Regions from separate parts of the Mus musculus genome. Here region 2 is linked to region 1. The links are chromatin contacts, called in public HiChIP or PLAC-seq maps. All regions are on one chromosome and are shown on one strand. Each heading gives the region's core, a stretch centred on a gene start, on an enhancer-like site or on the middle of the called end of the contact. The rest is flanking DNA. Distances are from core to core; before and after follow the strand shown. Region 1 overlaps Spred2 (sprouty-related EVH1 domain containing 2). Region 2 has its middle 74 kb from the start of Spred2.

Region 1 (3,978 bases), core at 929-3,428:
GCGACAAGCACGGAGCATGGAACTCATGCTGCGCCTCCCTTATAGTGCTAGTCTGGGCTACTTTGCAGCAGCTTACCGAGCCACGTTCTTACTGTCAGTACTGCATTTAACATGAAATTTCCACACCTGAGTATGTTCTGCCTGTATCCTGTTCTACCATCCTTCCTCAGATCACAGCACACCCTGGCCAATAAAAAACCAACAGCGAAGAGCCTGGTCTGGAGGGGAAGGGTCATCAAAGGTACACTGGGTGGTGGCGGCGGCCCACAAGCCTTTAACCCCAGCACTTGAGGCAAAGGCAGGATGCTCTGTGGTCAGCCTGTCTACAGACAAGAGTTCCATGACAGCCAGCCAGGGCTACCCAGAAAAATCCTGTTCTGGGGATGGGGGAGGTACCTCTTGGTACTTCTGAAAGGGCAATGTTAGAAGTGTTGTCTAAGGCAGGTGACCTAAAATAAAATGCTCTTGGGTCACCCTCTGGGTCAGTGTGCCTTTCCTGAGCACCCCTGGAGGTGAGTAACCAGGGTGTAAAAGCCCCGTTCAAGTGATTTTTCATGGTTTCTTTCGGTTTCTCCTGCTTTCTTCTGGAATGCCCAGTGCATTCGTGAATATGCTGCATGCAGACATCAGGGAAGGGAGGCCTTCTCTGGAAAATCTGAAGAGACTCTCTGCTTTAATCTTTACAGCTGGAAAGCTCACCCCTCCACCCTGGGGCCCCAGAAAGCAGAGAGCATAAGTATAGCCCAGGCCCCCACCCCCATCCTGCCTGGACCCCCATCCTGCCTGGACCGGCCTCACCTCTATCTCAGCTGTGGGCCGCTGACTGCACCTGTAATCACTACTGAGTCGGAAACACTTGCTCCAGGAAGTTAAGCTTGTGAGCCGCTCTGGCAACAACAGATCCAGATCCAAAAGCACATGCAAACCACAGTTTTTAAAAAACAAACAAACAAACAAAAATTCAATGGAATTCAAGAATTATTTTAAAAAAAAAATCAAGAATCCTTTTTAAAAGAAAAGGTTAAAAAAAGAAAATGAAAGAAAAGGAAAAGAAAAGAGAAAAAATTCTCTTTAGAACCAAGCACCAAATAACCCTTGGCCCCACCCTAGGTGGGCGCATGACGAGGCCATGTCAGGCTTCCTCCCAGCCAGCACAGTGCTCCACCCTGGATGCTGCTCCTTCCTCCTCAGCACCCCTCTGTACTGTGATTTCCAGGCCACTGGCCGCAGTTACTCCAGGCCCACAAGACACCAGGCCTCTGCTGTGTCTGCCATGTTGTTAAGTGTACAGCATTATTCACGACCTTTTAAAATGCTAACACGGGCACTTTTGGGAAACCACATAAACATTTTATTGTAATAGTTTGTTAACATTCAAAACACCAATTGGAGGTAGCTCAGACTTTTTGTCCAAAAACCACTAAAACATAACAATTTTGACATCAGTAGTTTTGGAAATAAGCTTTATTTAGTTTTTTTTTTGGGGGGGGGGGAGAATGTATCTAACTCTTATAGACTAAGTATGTGCCCTAAAGGGGTGAGTGTCAGGGTGACTACTTTGAAAATTTTGGGGACAAGAGAGCCCTGGGAGGTCAAAGGGTCAAACCTGAACGGAGGTTTGTTTAGGACTCTGCCTTTATTGTCGGTCTGCTCGGCGGAGCCTGGGGTCAGCGTTCATAATTAACCAAGATCTAAGGGATTTCCGGCTGAAGACAAACCGACCCCGCCCTGAGAAAACTCTCCCTCCTGTTTTTACCTGAAAGTAATCAATCAAGCTCTCGGGTTTTCCCTTCACTCTTGCACAAACCATATTCCTGGTCCTGTTTAAACCTCAAGGCCACCGACCAGAATGGTTCCCACCCCCATTAAGCGCATCAGCAATAAAACAAAATCAGTTCTTTAAAACACAAACAGCAAAGGGAGTTGCTTAAAGTTAATAATCTCCAACCCAGGGCTCCGACCCACAGCCACCTTCTTCTCTTGACTATTTTTTGTTTTTTTGCTTTTGCCCTCATTATTGGAGAAAGCAAAGGAAGTGGAGTGTCAGCAAGAAACCAGCTGACGGTGGCCAGGGAGTGTGAAATCTAGGTTTATACTTCATCAATAATGCCCCGAACAGTCTGACTACTTCTGCCCAGTCCACAGATGGATTTCTTTCTCCTGCTACCCCGCCCTCCTCCAAGGTCAAAAGGTCAGGAAATGACTTTACCAAATTCAAAACCTACAAACTCTTTTACAGGCCAGCCCAGCTTAAGATCTCTCCCAAACAAAAGGTGATAACGTAGCCCACAGGAAGGAAGGAGAGCCAGGGCCCACAGGCCACAGGCAGGGTTTTTACGAGCCTCACTTTATATTCTAGTCAGAGCCACCCGTAGAGTGTCCTTTCAGGCGGCAAGAGTTAGTGTTTCATTTTGTGCTCTTTCACCTTGGTTCTGAGTTCTGTCATCTCCTTTACTACAGAGGGAAAGATAAGCAATAATGTCCTATTTTCAAGGTATCTGCTCTGCAGTGGGGGCTAAATCTCCACTCCTCAGCAGACACTGGCTAGGAGGCAGCCAAGTTGGTAGTTATCCAATCATGTGGTGACGGGACATTAGGCAACTTAGTTCCACGCTCCTTTTACGCTAGAAAGAACAGGACTGAGTGGGACTCCTCATTCCGGGAGAAAAGGGACCGTTCAAGGTTACTGACCCCCCAGGACCGAGGAAGGGCGGTTCCCCACCGCTGTCCACAGTTTACAAACAAGGGCTCCATGTTGTGGGAAAAGTCCCTGGATCGGTGCTGTTGGGATTTTAAGATTTACTGGCTTAGGTAACAACTGTGAAGGAATTTTAAGTGAAGAGGAATTACTAACAGCCCAACTCCAGGAGAGAGCAACAGCTGGAGGGGGGTGAGGGGCCATCTGGGCTGTTCCTCCTCAACAGAGGTCATTCCATTTGGCATTTATTAGTCTAACTAGACCTGGTAACACATCCTCTTCTCACAACTGGGTGTGACTCTTTGAATCTACTACTGAGCCACAGCCTCTTCATATGCAGCAGGGGGGGGGGGAGTCAAAGGGCTTTTGAGGTCTCTTTACAACTTCTGTATTATTTTTTTTTTTAATTGGCTTTACAGTCCCTTAGTGTTGCCAAGGGCTTTAGCAAACACACGCTACTGAAACATCTTGCAGAAGCAGAAAACTTGTAGTAGTAAAAATCCAACAGAATACATTTAATAGAAAAAGACCAGAAGCCACCAAGACCCATGACAACACCACAGGCCCAGCTCCTTCACTCAGCATGGAGTTACTACGCAATCATAAAACTCCCAGGGTAAGGGAGTCCTATTGAAGTCTTTTGAAAATGGAAGAAAATGGGCTCAGTGGCAGGGTGTTTGCCTAGAATGTGCATGCGCCGCACATGCGAGTACACACACACACACACACACACACACACACACACACACACACACACGCAGAGCATGGAATGTTTTTAGAATAAACTGAATACGCTACATGTGCTGATAAAAGGCTGTAACTAGCATAGGAGGAGTTTTTTCTTGTTTTTAATGTGCACTGGTGTTTTGCCTACATGTATTTGTATGAAGGTATCAGATCTTGGAGTTGCATACAGTTGTGAGCTGTCACATGGGTACTGGGAATTGAAACTAGGTTCTCTGGAAGCACCGAGCCACCTATTCAGCCTCCCCTCGTTTTTTTTTAGATTTATTTTTTATTTTATGTATATGAGTACACTGTAGCTATCTTCAGACAAGCCATAAGAGGGTATCAGATCCCATTACAGATGGTTGTGAGCCACCATGTGGTTGCTGGGAATTGAACTCAGGGTCTCTGGAAGAGAAGTCAGTGCTCTTAACCGCTGAGCCATCATCTCTTCAGTCTTCTTTTTTTTTTTTTTTTAAAGGCAGTTTCACTGTATATTCTGGGTTGGCTTGAGACTCCCATATGTACACCAGGCTAACCTTGAACTCACAGAG
Region 2 (3,978 bases), core at 1,038-3,537, 140 kb after region 1:
TTTTTTTTTTTTTGAACAAATCTAGGCAGTCCCTCTAGAAGCAATGTCTGTCTGGTATCAGTTTGGAGAGAGCTGGCCAAGCTCCTTGTGGCCCTCTTTAAGCAGCCAGCTTGACAGTCTACGTGTAAAGGGTGAGTAGCAATATACTATTGCTTCTGGAAAAGTACCTGCAGCATTCCTAGGTGCTTAAGGCTCATCCCTGTGGGTGAGGAAGGATGCTGAAAACACCTGTGAATCTACTCCGAACAGGCTGGAGCTCAATTTGAGGTGCTTTTAAAAGAAAGGGGCAAGGTGACGAAGGAATCCTGAGAGTGGAGGAACAGTCTTCCCCAAGGAAGAGCACACTAGCTGGTTATCCAGCACCGAACAGTCAGCCCTGAAAATGAAAATACAAGTAACATTATACAGACGAAACAGATTTACATACACGCACCAACAGTTAATGAAAAAAGAGGTCATGAATTTGAAAGAGAGCAAGGAGGAGTGTATGAGAGGGTTAGAGGAGGAAAGAAAATGAGGATAAATAATATGATCATACTACATTCTTAAAAAATAAAAAGAAAGAAAATAAAAAGATAAAACAAAACAAAGAAAACCCCCAAAAGCAAAACAACAACAACAACAACAACAACAACAACAACAACAACAGCCAGGTGTGGTGGAACATGCCTTTAGCATAGGCACTTGGGAGGCAGAGGCAGAGGCAGATGGATCTCTGTGAGGGCAGCCTGGTCTACAGAGCAAGTTCCAAGACATTCAGGGCTACACAGAGAGACTCTGACTTTTTTTTTTTTAAAGGGTCAAAAAGGTGAAAGGGAGGTGCAGCTATGAGGGGAGGTGCAGCTATGAGGGGAGGTGCAGCTGTGAGGGGAGGTGCAGCTGTGAGGGGAGGTGCAGCTGTGAGGGGAGGTGCAGCTGTGAGGGGAGGTGCAGCTGTGAGGGGAGGTGCAGCTGTGAGGGGAGGTGCAGCTGTGAGGGGAGGTGTAGCTGTGAGGGGAGGCGCAGCTGTGGGGCGTGGGGGGTGGTGCACAACTACATTTTTAGATCTCAGGAAGCTAAGGCAGGAGGATCAGAGTTTAAATAAAACCTCCCTGGGCTACATAGCAAAACCCCATCACAGCAAACAAATTGGGACCAGGGATAGAGAGGAATCCTAAGAAAGACTGAGAACGTTTCTGTTGACTTTGTTGAATTAAAGCCAATGCAAGCAAAACCACCATGCCTAGAGCTGACCTTTGAACCTTGGTGGGACCCAAGGGAAAGAAGTGATAGAAGACAGCTTTAGGTAGGGAAGAAACGGGAGTTGGGTGTTCTGATTGTGAGCCCCGGCATATTATATCCTAACGGGATGCTTTTGACACTTGGAATTGCCAACTTCCCGCTTCAGAGACAAGTCCCCAGATAACCAGCCTGGAAAGAGCTTTGCTTCGCCAGTCCCAGTCTAGTTTAACCCTGTCTGGTCCTGTAGCTTGAAGGTTGTTGCCTAGGCAGCAGCACATCATGTTGGGAACCCTGGAGTTGTAAAACCACTCTTAGAATACCTGAGATGCCAAAGGGAAGGGACCGGAGTCCCACAGTCCCCTTCCAGGGCCCACCTCCAGTGACCTCAACTCTCCCACTAGGCCCTGCTTCCCAAAGTCTCCCTCTCTTAAGAGAACCCTGGGAACACTATCCTTTGCCACATGAGGCTCTGGGAGCCACTTAAGATTAAACTAGAGTTATGAGCTTGGACTTTCCTTCTGTAAAGTCAGGAGAATTGAAGCAGACTGTCTGTAGCTGAGGAAAAGTCATGTGCTGTGGACTGTCACTTGTGGTAATTATTAGCTGGGGTTTTCTACCCCACTTTGGATCATTCAGTTCCCAGATAAAAGACACAAGACCTTTATATTTATAATAAGCCTTAAAGCAGTAGAGCTGGGCAGATGGCTACCCTCTATGCTATTTTGTCTACTTCCCTGTCAATAACCCTGTGATAGAACTTGCTATGTTCTGCCTGGGCTGCTCTTACTCCAACTGGCAAGTTTTCATAATTCACCTACCACATGGTGTTCCCTCCCCTCCCCTCCCCTCCCCTCCCCTCCCCTCCCCTCCCCTCCTGTTCTGCCTCAGACCCCAAGCCCTTGAACCAAAGCCCCGCCTACCTCTCTTCTGCCCAGCTGCAGGGTGTAGGCATCTTTATTGACCAAGCAGGATAACTTGAAGTTTAAGGTACTTGGAGTACTTGTGGCATTTCCTCCTCCCTGGGGCATCCAGACCTTGGGGGCCAGTATTTCTCATTACAATCCATAGCAACAGAGCAAACCTCAACAGTGGCTCCACCCCAGTATAAGCTGCTTTGTTATGCAGTTTGAGCAGACCAGGACATTGTGTTTCTTTGCTCCTGGATCAGACTGTGAGCACCCCTCACCTGTAGTTGGTGTTGTCCTCCAAAGTAAGGGCACAACAAGCAATATAGACAAGGCACGCGGGCACACACACACACACACACACACACACTCCACCCTGCTCCTCACTGCCCTTTCTAGGGCACTGGTGTGAGGTGGGGTTGGCCAGCTTCCCTGTTCATTTTTGGTAGCTCTGGTTCCAGCTTTCTCTGTTCTTTGGATCCTGCTGCTAAGATTCAAAGGCCAGGTTTATAAGGCCAGGGGAATCAAAGCAGCCGCTGACTCATAGACTTTCATGTCTCTCGGCCCCAGTCTGTTGGCAGCTTCTGGACCGACTTGTAACTGCTTTGCTGGGGCCAGTGTAGGTAAGGAAAGGAAAACAGGGAAGGGTGGGCAGCCTGCCACAGCCTGCACCCAGGCCTGGGCTTGTGATGTGGTCAGGCCACAGTGCACCCAGATCTGTCTGTGGGCCCCACCAGCTCCTCACAGACAGGCCAGGGCACACACAGAGAGGGGCTCTCTGGCGCCTGGAACTGCTAGGATCCTTGAAGGGTGGGGCAAGCTGGCTTGTATGTTCCCAGTGCCACCCAGGGGTGGGGGTGGGGGCTCTGTGTGGTGGGGAGGACTGGAGGAAAAGAGAGCAGGGTGTGTTGGTTAGTCTCCTGTAAATGTGCATTGGACTCCGTAGTTTCCTGTGTGCTCTCCGGCTTCAGGAATGGGCGTCCCTCTAGCTTTTAAGTATCTTCAGGGGAGGAGAGCTGGCCTTTAGTAACCCAGCTTCTCTAATGTGAGCTTCAGGCCAGGATATGTAAGAGGGGCCTGAAATTTAGTGGGCTGCAAACAACAGAGAAGATAACTGAATCAGTGTTAGATGTTAGGTATAGTAATGATGGTAGGGCTTTATAAGAGTTCATTTTTCTGTTTTTTTCAAAGACAGGAGGGTCTCCCACTGTAACTCAAGCTGGCCTGGAACGCACTCTCTAGCATAGGATGGTCATGAGCTGTGGCGATTCTTCTGTCTTAGTTTCCCACCTGCAGGGTTACAGATGTAACCACCATGTCTGGAGGCCTGGTCCGTATTTGTAGAATGCATGGTAACTAGTTTAGTGACAAGCGTGTAGTCAGTAACTTGTTTTCTCAGTTCAGACACTGCTTCTGCATGTGTATGAGTGTTTACTGAGGGCAATGAAGTAGCCTGGTCAGGTGCTAAATGTATTGGTTTAAATAAGAACGGCCTCCAGTAGGCTCATATATGTGGATGCTTAGTCACCAGGGAGTGGAACTCTTTGATAGAATTGGAAGAATTGGCTTTGTTGGAGGATGTTGTGGGCAATATTAAAAAGAACTCCAAGTTCCCGAACTACACCCAGCTACTCTCAGCCCCCGAAGTCTCACTGGTCAGTTCTTATCTCACAGAGACTCTCTGACTCAGAGCTCCACCCACCTGATTAAGTCCCCACTGGCGAGTCACTACCATGCCAGCCCCATGCTTCAAATCCCCCATGGCCTTAGTGGTGCACATCTGGCAAACCCACACTTTGCCGCAGTACTTTTCTCTCTTGAACCCAGTCTAACAGCCGTGTGAAGGAAAACA

Evidence for each region. HiChIP or PLAC-seq counts read pairs in DNA pulled down with a chosen protein or histone mark.
Region 2: a contact with region 1 is called in an H3K27ac HiChIP or PLAC-seq map of embryonic stem cells, with 9 read pairs. The contact joins two enhancer-like sites. A contact is called at or near these places in 1 of 15 datasets of contacts at CTCF or cohesin (the NIH/3T3 cell line), 7 of 484 Hi-C or Micro-C datasets (embryonic fibroblasts, embryonic stem cells, liver and 2 more) and 10 of 115 datasets of contacts at active chromatin or transcription factors (embryonic stem cells, intestinal crypt epithelium, microglia and 1 more).

What each region holds. Positions count from the first base shown.
Region 1 is chr11:19,985,616-19,989,593 of GRCm38.p6, reverse strand. The region is part of intron 1 of Spred2 (sprouty-related EVH1 domain containing 2); the gene reads right to left. Among named protein-coding and RNA genes, the nearest start is that of Gm39603, 49 kb to the left of the region's middle. Within about 2 kb of position 2,178, at least 150 of the 459 cell types and tissues checked have an H3K27ac peak or open chromatin away from gene starts, as enhancers often do. A contact at or near this core is called in embryonic fibroblasts, embryonic stem cells, liver and 2 more, where this site is marked.
Region 2 is chr11:19,848,405-19,852,382 of GRCm38.p6, reverse strand. No RefSeq gene overlaps it. Among named protein-coding and RNA genes, the nearest start is that of Spred2, 74 kb to the left of the region's middle. Within about 2 kb of position 2,287, at least 103 of the 459 cell types and tissues checked have an H3K27ac peak or open chromatin away from gene starts, as enhancers often do. A contact at or near this core is called in embryonic fibroblasts, embryonic stem cells, liver and 2 more, where this site is marked.